Linked DNA regions of Mus musculus: regions 1 and 3 are each linked to region 2. A link is a contact called in public promoter capture Hi-C data. All regions are on one chromosome and are shown on one strand. Each heading gives the region's core, a stretch centred on a gene start, on an enhancer-like site or on the middle of the called end of the contact. The rest is flanking DNA. Distances are from core to core; before and after follow the strand shown.

What was found. Promoter capture Hi-C pulls out the DNA fragments that hold promoters and counts their contacts.
Region 1: a contact with region 2 is called in a promoter capture Hi-C map of pre-B cells, with 7 times the contacts expected there. The contact joins the promoter of Rbm5 here to the promoter of Nbeal2 in region 2. A contact is called at or near these places in 2 of 39 promoter capture datasets (liver and pre-B cells).
Region 3: a contact with region 2 is called in a promoter capture Hi-C map of pre-B cells, with 4 times the contacts expected there. The contact joins the promoter of Rbm6 here to the promoter of Nbeal2 in region 2. A contact is called at or near these places in 2 of 39 promoter capture datasets (liver and pre-B cells).

Annotation. Positions count from the first base shown.
Region 1 is chr9:107,769,329-107,773,098 of GRCm38.p6, reverse strand. Rbm5 (RNA binding motif protein 5) reads left to right here and starts at 2,097. Exons shown (of 25, transcript NM_148930.3): 1 at 2,097-2,214; 2 at 3,473-3,538. The coding sequence starts at 3,522.
Region 2 is chr9:110,652,009-110,655,556 of GRCm38.p6, reverse strand. It overlaps Nbeal2 (neurobeachin-like 2), which reads left to right and starts at 1,396. Exons shown (of 54, transcript NM_183276.2): 1 at 1,396-1,660. The coding sequence starts at 1,610. It also overlaps a transcript of Ccdc12 not described here.
Region 3 is chr9:107,870,529-107,874,089 of GRCm38.p6, reverse strand. It overlaps Rbm6 (RNA binding motif protein 6), which reads left to right and starts at 1,271. Exons shown (of 21, transcript NM_011251.3): 1 at 1,271-1,441.

The DNA of each region.
Region 1 (3,770 bases), core at 848-3,347, 2.9 Mb after region 2:
ACCTCAAGGCTATAGGGAAAACAAAGTCCTACAATTGCCTCAAAGCAAAGATGTCTTTCACTTTTTTTCTATAGCAGTAGTTCCAATACTGGGACAAAACATTTAATCGTTTATTTTTTTGCCACATAATCAGAGAGGTGATTGGTTGGGTTGGTTTTAAAAGACTCATGAAAGTGATTATGTCACTGGGTTAGGTTGGTTTTTTCGAGACAGGGTTTCTCTGTGTAGCCCTGGCTGTCCTGGAACTCACTTTGTAGACCAGGCTGGCCTCAAACTCAGAAATCCGCCTGCCTCTGCCTCCCAAGTGCTGGGATTAAAGGCGTGCGCCACTGCGCCCGGCTTACTATTTTTATTTGTCTCTGCGTGTAGTTTAGGTGCATTTAGGGCCAGAAGACGGCATGGGATCCCTGGAGGTGGTATTATATAGGCTTGTGTGCTACCTGATACGAGTGCTGGGAACCAAATTTGGATTCCCTGATAGAGCAGCAAGCACTCCATCTCCAGCTTTTAAGTTTTTAAAATGAAAGACTTAAGATTATTTTATTAAAACTTTGTTCAATAATATATTTGCTTTTTTGTGTTGCTTAAATTAGAACAATTTCCATTGTCTTTGGTACATCGACTACCAGATAGCCTAGGATATATAGTCCATCTACTCACAAAAACAATTCTACTCAACAGACAGACACAATTGAGAGGATGCCATTCATCCCTGGATGGAATCTGTCTAGGGATAGGGGAGTAGCTTTTGAGTTTAAAATTGAATTGGCAGCATGGTGGCTCACCTTTAATCCCAGCAACCAGTGAGTGAGTTCTTTATATCACCCTGGCTTTCCTGGAACTCACCTTTTTAGACCAGGCTGGCCTTGAACTCAGAGATCCAATTACCTCTGGGATTATAGGCATGGATCACCACACCCTGCTATAAGTGGTTTCTATGATCTGCAGACAAATGTATATTTTCTGCGGTTAAGTGTGTTATATATACTCAACCATAATTGGGCATATCTTAACATTTACATAATTGTATACTGAGAATACATAGATACAAAAGAAAGATGTTGAGTATGTGTTCCTTCAGCTGTGTTATCAGGCATTTCTAGCCAGTTTCAGTCACCCTAATTCCTGCACACCGTTATTCTTATCAGACTTGTAATCCCAGAAGGAGGTGAAAACTGGAGGGTCAGAAACAGTCCCACACTAAGGAGATGGATCTTGGTCAGTCTACATTGTGAATTCCAGGCTAACCAGAACTATAGAGACCCTTTCTAAAGAAAACAAAAGGGAGGGAAGGGAAGAAAAATTAAAAAAAAAAATGAGGGAAATCTGCTCCCTAATAACTACATATGCAGAGGACAAGTTATGGCAACTGGATGACAATATCTCCACAAAAAGCAGAGAGAGGGGGGGGGGGAACCTCTAGGGTTTTGTCTGTTTTGTTGGATTTTTTTTTTTAATGTGTAGTTGGGTGATGATTTGGTTTGAATTTGGGCTGCTTTGCATTTACTTATTGTTGGTGTATTTGAACACACATCCATGTTTGCCACATCAGAAGACTACTCTCATGCGTGGTTCTCTTTCCATCCTGTGAATTGCAGGGATGGAACTCAGGGTTTTAGGCTTGGCAGTAAGCCTTACCTGATGAGGCTATCTCACAGGCTTGGTTTTATTGTTGTTTTGTTTGCTTGTGGCAGGGTCTTACAACAAAATATCCCTATTGTTCTGGAGTTCATATTCTAGTGCTGGCATGGCTTCTGAAAACAAGCTAGTTCAGTTTCCAGTTTACCGAATTATTAGCTCTGTATGTTTGTAAAACGACTAGGGAAGTAATCCGTAGTATGCCTTCTCTACGAACTGGATTATACGTTTTACAGTGTGTCAAGCGCTGGTAAAGTTCACATCCGGGTTCTCAGAAGCTGAATGGCAGCTTTGTCATGGAGCAGATGAAATACGCAAAAAAATTAACGCAGGGTATAGTGACAGGCTGCCTGGGCGACCACACTTCCCGGCAGCCCTCGCGCAGACCGGCACCCTCGCTGATTGGACGCCTCTGGAGAGGCGGGTAGGATGGGAGGTGGGGGAAGGTCGACGCGCGAGGGACTGTGGGTAGGAGAAGACGGTCGGTGGAGACGCCATTTTGTGGAGCGGCCGAACCTTGTAGGAGGTTCTGGGGCGCAGAGCCGCTACTGCTCCTGCTTTGTTCCCTCTGTGGGGGTGAGTGCGGCTGCCGTCCATTACACCCCAGTGATTTTGCAATTGGTGCTGTCCCTTAAGTCTGCCTGTCAGCCGCCAGAGGTGACCGCTCAGCCGAGTCTTTGAAGAGACTAAACTAAGCAAGCGCTTGAGGGCCGCGCCCCTCCTCGCCTCTGGCTCTGCTGGCTTTCATAGGTTGCCCCCTAGCCCGGTCCTCGACCCGCCTCTTTGGAGTTGTTTGTCTCTTGCTGGGACGTTGTCCCGAATCCCCTGTCGTGCGGAGCTGTGGAGCGCCTGGCAGTCTCTTAAGCCATCATCGCCCTGAGTCTCCAACTGAATCTCGCTGTGCGAAAGGTGGTTGGGAATGGGTGTGGGGAGGGATGGATGGAAGATAAGAAAGATGGACTGAATGCCGGATTCAGTTGCGCCGCCATCTCGGCTGCGATACCCCGCGGAGGTGGGCATGGGCAACCTCCCTGGGAGGTGGGTGCGGGCATCTCGGGCGAAAACAAGGGACAGCCGTAGCCGTTCGACCCCGGAACTTGACCCACTAGATGTCTCTTATTTTTTAAGTCAACGAATGTTTGTTAAGTGCTTGCTTTAAAAGACCAGATTCTAGAAATGGCAGTAACTATAGTTTCTGGGACATCACAGGCATCATAGCTGTGTGATGTTTTATTACGGCCAATCGGCCGGGGAAAGGCTGTGGGTCACTCGGTGGCCTGTTGTCGATCAGGGCTGGTCCAAGACATAGGTGTTATTGATACACAGATATTAAGCCGAGTCAAGGTTTGGTCTTGTCTTACTGAAATAAATTGAGATCAGGCGATGTGTTATATATGTAAATTTCAATCAGATCAGCATTCCAGCTTCTAAGTTTTTGTCAGAAAAATTTGAGATCGTGTTACAATTTTAGTGTTGAATTTTATATTAACGAAGACAGTTGGATGAATGCTTTAATCATTGTCCATCTCAATAAATAGCGTTGCTTTGGTTATGAAAATCAGGAGCTTTTTGCTTTGTAATTGTAGTGGGAGTGTCCAAGGTGTCTAAAGCCTTCACCCTTCTTGAGTTTCTTATTGAATATATGATCTTAATATGTTAAAGTGACCTTCATCTTCCTGCTTCTTAACACAATTATGACTTAGTGTTGACAGCCTCCTTTTCCTTCCTCTTTTTAGTCATTGTTAAGTATTAGCCACAGTTTCTATCCCAGTTTGTAGGGTTCTTGAATTAAGTGATCTCTGAAATTTGCAATTTTTCTCTTTCCCACCCCTAGGGGAAAATTTAAGCCTTTTGAAGCAGTGTGCTAGCTCTTCCGTGAGACGATGGGTTCAGACAAAAGGTGAGTTTCAATACATGACATGCCTTTGATCTCAACAGCTTAGTTGGGACTGAAATATTTGTTTAAAATTGTTTATTCAGCCCTGTGTGGTGATGGCAGCTTACAGGTTTTAATCCCCGCAGAGACAGGCAAATCTCACTGAGTTCAAGGCCAGCCAGGGCTACATAGAGAAGGCCTGTCTCAAAAAAGGAAAAACAAAAACAAAACAAAGCAACAACAGTAATAAATTATT
Region 2 (3,548 bases), core at 147-2,646:
TACTCTCTCCTCCCAGTATAAAAAGAGGTTGACGGAGCCGGGCGTGGTGGCGCACGACTTTAATCCCGGCACTTGAGAGGCAGAGGCAGGTGGATGGATTTCTGAGTTGGAGTCCAGCCTGGTTTCCAAAGCGAATTCCAGGATAGTCAGGACTACATGGAGAAATCTTGTCTCACAAAACAAAAGGAGAAGAAGGAGTTTGACTGCGGCAGATGGTCACAGATGCGTTTGCTTCTTTTCTTCTCCTCCTCCTCTTCCAGGAGATGGCAAGCCCATGAGCAACGTGGCTCCCTGTCTGGGGCTTCTGTTATAAAGCTGGCCCAAAGGAGAATGATCTTCCCTAACAGCTCCCTTCAAATGTCACCGTTTCCTAAGCTCGGTGTTATCCTGGGTTAACCTGGTTCTGTCTGGGACCTTCCCTTACAGTAGGAGACGGGGTGGCTGCCAGCCCCTGGCATAGAGGGTATCTGTGCTCAGGAAAGGTAAGCTCATACTAAGATGCATAGGGCGCTTCATACTGATCGATCCCTAGGACCAATAGGAGCCATCTGGACCTAGCAAACTTTCCCCTACCCCTAACAAAGAAGCTGGTTCCCACCCAACACCAGGGGCTCCCTCACTTCACAGTCCAGTCACAAGGAAAGGACAGACAGGGTGTTGGTGACAGTGGCCCAGAAATGACTCAGCCAGGCCTAGATCCCTTGTTCCTGCTGTCCCTGCAATTCTCATTTGGCTTGTCTGAGCCTCAGTTTCTTCATTCATTAAAGCCGGCATGAGGCACCCACCTCCTTCAGGCCAAAGGAACAAAAAATGACTGACAAGTGCCGGGCCCTGGGAGGAGGGGCTCCCAGCAATGGAGCACCTGGGCAGGATTCCTAGAGGGAGTGGGCTACTGTATGTATCCTAAACTTGGTAAGGACGCCGCTCCTCTGCAGGTAGGTTTGTCCTGCAGTCGACTGATGATTCCTTCCATCCAGCTCAACACTAGGCGAAACTAAAAGGTAGCACTTGTCTTCCATAAAGCTCTTAAAACAGAACCTTGCACGTAGTTAGTGCCACAAGTGTTCGTCATGGGCGAGGTTATTATTAGTATTGTTGAAGGACCCTAGTCATCTCCACGCGAACCACAGTCCTTTCATTGAACAGCGATAATTCCAAGCCCGATAGGTTCTGTACTCGGGTTAAAGCCTTTACGGGCCCCTCACTGGGGAGGATGGAAATAATCCTGCCAGTGGCTCTGAATGGACTCCGCCTGCGAGAGGCGGAGCTCCATGCGACCTCCCGGGCCGCCCTGACCCCAGGCTCCTCCTCCAGCCTGACTTCCCCGCCCTTTGGACAGTCCTAGGAGAGGCGGGGCGGTGGCCGCTGCCACAGACAACCAAGTGTAGGAAGCCAGGCGGTGGCCGGCCGGGAGGAGGAGGAGGGGCGTGTAGACTTTGGTGGCTAAGTGCGACAGGGTCAGGAGCCGCGGACTTCCCCCAGCAGTGTAGCGCCGCTCCGCCCCGGAGTGACGCCCTCCCGCCCATGGGCCTGGCCCGGGGCAACCGGCGGGCGGCGCGGAGGAGGCGGCGACAGGTGGCGCGCAGCAGGGCCAGAGCCCGGTCAGGCCATGGCCGCCTCGGAGCGGCTCTACGAGTTGTGGCTGCTCTACTACGCGCAGGTGAGCCCGTCTCGCCCCTGGTCCGCGGGGTCCCCAGATCCGCGCACGCAGTGTCTGCTGCACCTGCGTCCGGCTCCCCCGGGGCCGCAGATCGGCGCGCGCACGCGGGACTTCAGCTCCGCGCACACGTGCGTGCCCCTGGCTGCCGGGCTACCTCGGGCATTTGTGCCAGGGGACAGTGTTCGCCGGTGAGCGCTGTATTGCAAGTCCTCAGCGAGACCGCGCAGCCTCAGTTGCCCTGGCCAGTCAGTTCTCACCCTTTTCACAACTGGGTAAACTGAGACCTGGAAAGAGAGGGACTCAGTTTGCTGGTTGGTTGCTTCGCCTGAGAGGCGCATTCGCGATAGGTGGTCATGGTGGCTAGAATGTCATGTAGGCTGGGGGATCCGGCAGGTGCCGCTTCTGACAAGTACATCAGACGTTCGTCACTTCAGACTCCTTCAGAGTTCTTAGTGATGAGCTCTTACTGTACTTGAAGCAACTTTAGCCTACCTCCATTCTGCAATGGGCCAGGGAGGATGGTGAGGTCAGGAGGGATGGCTGAAAGGGACCCTCGTTTCAGGCTGACTCCGCTGGTATCAGAAGGGGAGCGAAGGGGCTGTGATGCCTCTGACTCAAACTCTAGAAGCCTCACTTTCCCTTTTGCACTGGAAGCAGGGAGTGATCCCGGGGTTATGCCTCCCTCCTTGCACCTGCTTGGCACTAGGTGCCTAGCTCAGGTGTGCCCTGGACACAATGGTCCATTGTGTGTCCATGAACAGCTTGTCACTGGGAGAGCAGGGATATGGGGAGAGTTCATGCTCTACCCTGGCCCTCTGAAGAGGCTGCCTGATGGTTTGTCTAAGTCTGAAGGGCCACAGCTTCTTTGGTCTTCTTGGGCCGGTGGCATGTAGTAGAGTCCCACTTAGGGTAACCAAGTCCGAGCTCATTGCACCTTTAAGCCTTTACTTCCCGGCTGTAGAATCAACGCAGTTTTACCCTCAGGCCACCTGGACTTTGTAGAGAGGGAGCCACTATGGCTGGTGTAGGTCAGAAAAGCCTGCCTCTCCTCCATTCAGCCCCTGTATCTCCATCTTCAAGGGAGATCACCATGTGAAGAGAACTTAAACCAGGTGATGAATCTGCAGAGATGTCACCGCTGGGTTTTCAGGCTGGGTGGTAGGCTGCTGGAGATGTTCTGGTCCAGCTTCCTGGGACTGTACCCTTTCATAGTGGCTGGGCTGTTTGGTTTTGAGCTGTTGGCCACTTCTGTCTGCTGTGCTCCCACCGCCTCCCAGAAGGCTTAGGTATGGAGCTCAAGCTGGCTGGTTGTAGAAGTGGAAGCCTAGACAGGCAGGGGGCAGCCTGGGACCAAGCCAACAAATAAATCCAGGATGTGAGAGCAAACTCAGGAGTCGGGTGGGGCCGGGCTGCCTGGGGAGAGGAAGCCAGGCAGCCACCCAGTGCAGCCTTCCTGCCTGCTCCAAAAACACCGTCCCACTTCTCGGTGCTGGGTTCCCAAGGAAAGATAGTGCTGCTAGGGACCCGCCGTGTGTGTCACGGGGTGTGTAAGGCAAGGGCGGATCTGACAGGTGTTGCGAGACCCTTCGCCCCAGCATGATGGCACATGCCTGTAATGCCAGCATGAGAGAGGTTGAGGCAGGAGGATTGCCAAATGTCTGAGGCCAATCTGGGCAACAGTCTTTTGAGACTTGTCTCAAAAAGAAAAAAGAGACCCTTTTTTGTCAGTCCACAGCCAACCAGCCAGCAGCGCAGGTGGCCCCTCCCTTCAGCGGCAGAAGCTACCATCTGCTGGCAAACCTGTTTCCCCAGTTGTGGGTCTGGGTGAGGACAGAGGGGGAAGCACCCTAGTTCCTGCCCTTCTTTCCCCCAAAAGACCCTAGATTTA
Region 3 (3,561 bases), core at 22-2,521, 2.8 Mb after region 2:
CTTATTGCCTACACCCACAGTGACACACCTACTCCAACAGGGTCACAACTTCTAATAGTGCCACTCCCTGAGCTGAGCATATGCAAACCATCACACAGGGGTTCCTTTTTGTAGCCCAGACTGTACTAGAACTCACTCTGTAGAACAGGCTTGCCTTGAACTCAAAGGTACATCTGTTTCTGCCTCTGGAGTGGAGGGATTAAAGTATTGCACCATCACTTCCTGTCTCCATGCCCAGCTTTTTCCAGTGGGCATTTATGGCAGCAGCATTTATTGATATTTTATTTGTCACATATGTACAGTCCCCTCAGAGGCTAGAAAAGAGCATTGGATCTCTTTGAACTGAAGGAACAGAGGATTGTGAACCGCCACGTAGTTTTTGGGAATTGAACCTCTGGAGAGCAACCAGTGTTTTTAACTGATGAACTGTTTCTCCAAGTGTCTTTCTTTGACCTTGAAGAATCGAATTAGGCTACAATATCATATATCGCCAGGGCATACACACAAGGCACCAGGTGGCTGGGATAAGCAAACCCCTCACAATATAGACAATCTACCTGAGAACTTGGGAGTCAGGTAGATCATTAGCTGGAAGATTCTGGAAGAGGTTGCGTATCAACAGTTACTTTGCTTTCTTTCCGTTAGAATTACGATGTGCAGTTTTTGTGGCGAGTCACGCGTGTCTACATTTATTGCCTAGAGCTAGCGGGACCTGTAGAAACAAGTTTTATTATTTTTTTTTAATGGGTTGAGCTACTGAACCTTTTTACACGGATGATTTCCGCCTGGAGTGTTTGACCAGAAGTCTGTCGGAAGGTAAAAAAGGACGAGTCTTTGGGTCCTAATACTTCAACTCAAGCAGTACTTTTGCATTTATTCTCTGGACTTAGGTAGAAGGGGTCTTATTTATGTAGCCGAAAAGCCAGCAGCCCTTTGCCGTAACGGAATAAGACCGGAAAGATCTCCTCCCATTTTCTGCACCCGAACTGACAATCTCTCTCTTTCCCAAGGGGCAAGGCAGGACCGTCCCCCAGCACCTGGCAGGGTGTGTCACTAGGCTGTCTAAGCCACCCGGACCCCTTGCACACTTGCGAGGAAAACACCAGAGAAGCAGTGACAGCACTGAAGCCAAACCATAACTCCCGGCAGGCCCTGCGGAGAAGCGTGCCTTCTAATTGGGCAGTGGCTAACAGCGTGCCTTTCCATTGGGCAGCAGCTCCACCAGCCGTCAAAGCCGCTGCGCGCAGGGCACGGCGGGAGAGGAGGCCGCGGGATTTGCGGCCGTACTTCATCTCCCGGCGGGCCCAGCGCTGAAGGCGGTGGCGCGACGCCTTTGTGGAAGCCGGAGCCCACCGGGAGGAAGTTCCGGTCTCCGGGACGCTGGGTCCGTGGCGGCCTCTGAGGAGGAGGAGAAGCGGGCCGCGGCGGCTACGCTGCTTTGGTAAGGGCCCAGGCTAGGAGAGAGGGCGTGCCCGAGCTTCTGGGACGGGGTCAGCGGGCCTGGCGGCTCTGGAAATCGCGGGCCCGCGCGGCCTAGCAGCCGTGGCTTCGAAGACACGGGGCGGCCGCGGCCTCGCTCGCTTGCGAAAACAGTCGTGTGTCGCGGGAGGCGCCGCTCGCGGCAGGAACGCCCCGGAACGGTCGCGGGCCCGGGGCGGGGCCCGAGGCGGCTGTAGAATTACCGGTCCCAGCGCGGAGCGGCCAGCTGTGGGGCGAGGGACCCGCGCGTGGCAGCGGTTCTGGCGCTCAGCTCTGTGGTGCTGCAGGAGAGATTTCTTTCTCTTTCCCCTTGTGTTTGTGATCTTGTCCTGAGAGACATCACTAGATACGGAACTCTTGTGCCCTGCAAGTAACCTTGGCCGCCCACCCAGACACCCAACCAGGAAGGTGCGAGAGTTCAGAACCTGGCCCACGGGCCCGTAGAACCGGGAGGTGGGCGAGGGTGACTGGTGGGTTCTGTACCGGTTGGGCGAATGTAGGAGGAGAGTGATGTTCCCACATATTCGTGCTTTAGATTCCTTTTGGCGTTGTTAATAATGTGCTTTTCTTTTAACTTTATAATTGACGTTGAGCTAATGAATTCAAGTGTGGGGTTGCGTTTCTTAATTAAAAACAAAAGGCCTTATTTGTAGAGCACATATACTTGAGGTAGTTTGTATATTTTCTCCTCCCCCTCACCCCCACCCTAGGCATTCTTATTAATTTCAGACTAATTGGATATAAGTTAAGGAGTAGGTTTTTTTTTTTTTCTTTTTTATCCGCTTGATCACCCAGGTCATTTTCTGAACTCTGGATTGTGCCTTAGGATTGTTAGTTTTCAACTTCCTGTTGACTAAATATGTCACAGTTAACATTACTAAGCTTGTGAGAATCAAAGGGGAAAGTGTCAACAGCTAATGACAATGTGGAAAGTAACTTAGCACTAAAATACTAACTTGAGGAAACATAGTGGTTGAATCTACTGCCAGGCTTAGTGGAGTTTAATCCTGAAGTTTAGGAGGATGAGGCAGGAGGATGTCAGGTTTGAAGCGCCCTAAGCTGCATTGAGACCCTAAAAACTTTGAGTCTGAATTTTATTTAGCTCCTTAACTAGTAGTACACTTATATAAATGCTTATCTGCTTATAAAATCTATAGGATTATCTATAGTGTATGTGGTCTATAAGGCAGGTTAGGTAGGACTCAGTTCTCAACCAGCAGAACACCCTTGCTGCTCATTGAATCCAGGGCGCAAGTTATCTACCACTAGGACCAGCCTTCTTTACAGAATTTTCTTATCAGGCTTGAGTTTATTCTTACCTGCAGGTTTTTGTGGCTCTTCACAAGAATTTCTGGTGTGAGAATTATTATTGTCGTCTCCACCTTCCACCCCCCTCACCCCCCACAACATAGGGTCTTTCATAGCCAGGCTGGATTTGAATTAAACTTGCCTTAAAAAAAACTCCTAATCTTTCCACTTGAACTTTCTAGGCACTACAATTGGCAGCTGTTATTCCTAGCTAGGGGAAGGTTATTAAATATATATACTCTAGGCTAAAATCCTTTGCTACTATACTATATACTCCGCTCAAAATGTACTCTTGAAACAGAAATTTGCCACCATGCATAGATGTATAAAATGATGTTAATGACTTGGTTCAGAATCAGAGTTAAGTAGATAATAAAACTATTGAAAAGGGTTTTTTTGTTGTTGTTTTTTGTTTTTGTTTGTTTGTTTGTTTTTTTCGAGACAGGGTTTCTTTGTGCAGCCCTGGCTGTCCTGGAAGTCACTCTGTAGGCTGGCCTCGAACTCAGAGATCCACTTGCCTCTGCCTCTCAAGTGCTGGGATTAAAGGTGTGCGTCACCACACCCGGCTTGAAAAGTTTTAATTTATTTATTTGAGATAGGGTTTTACTATTCATCCCTGGCTGGCCTGGAACTGGCTATGAGGACTGGGCTGGTCACAACTTAGAGAGATCTGTCTGCCTATGCCTCTAGAGTATTGACATTAAAAGCACATGCCTACAAGCCTGGTGTGAGTCTGTTTTATAACAATTCATCATGGTGTGCAACTCGGTATAG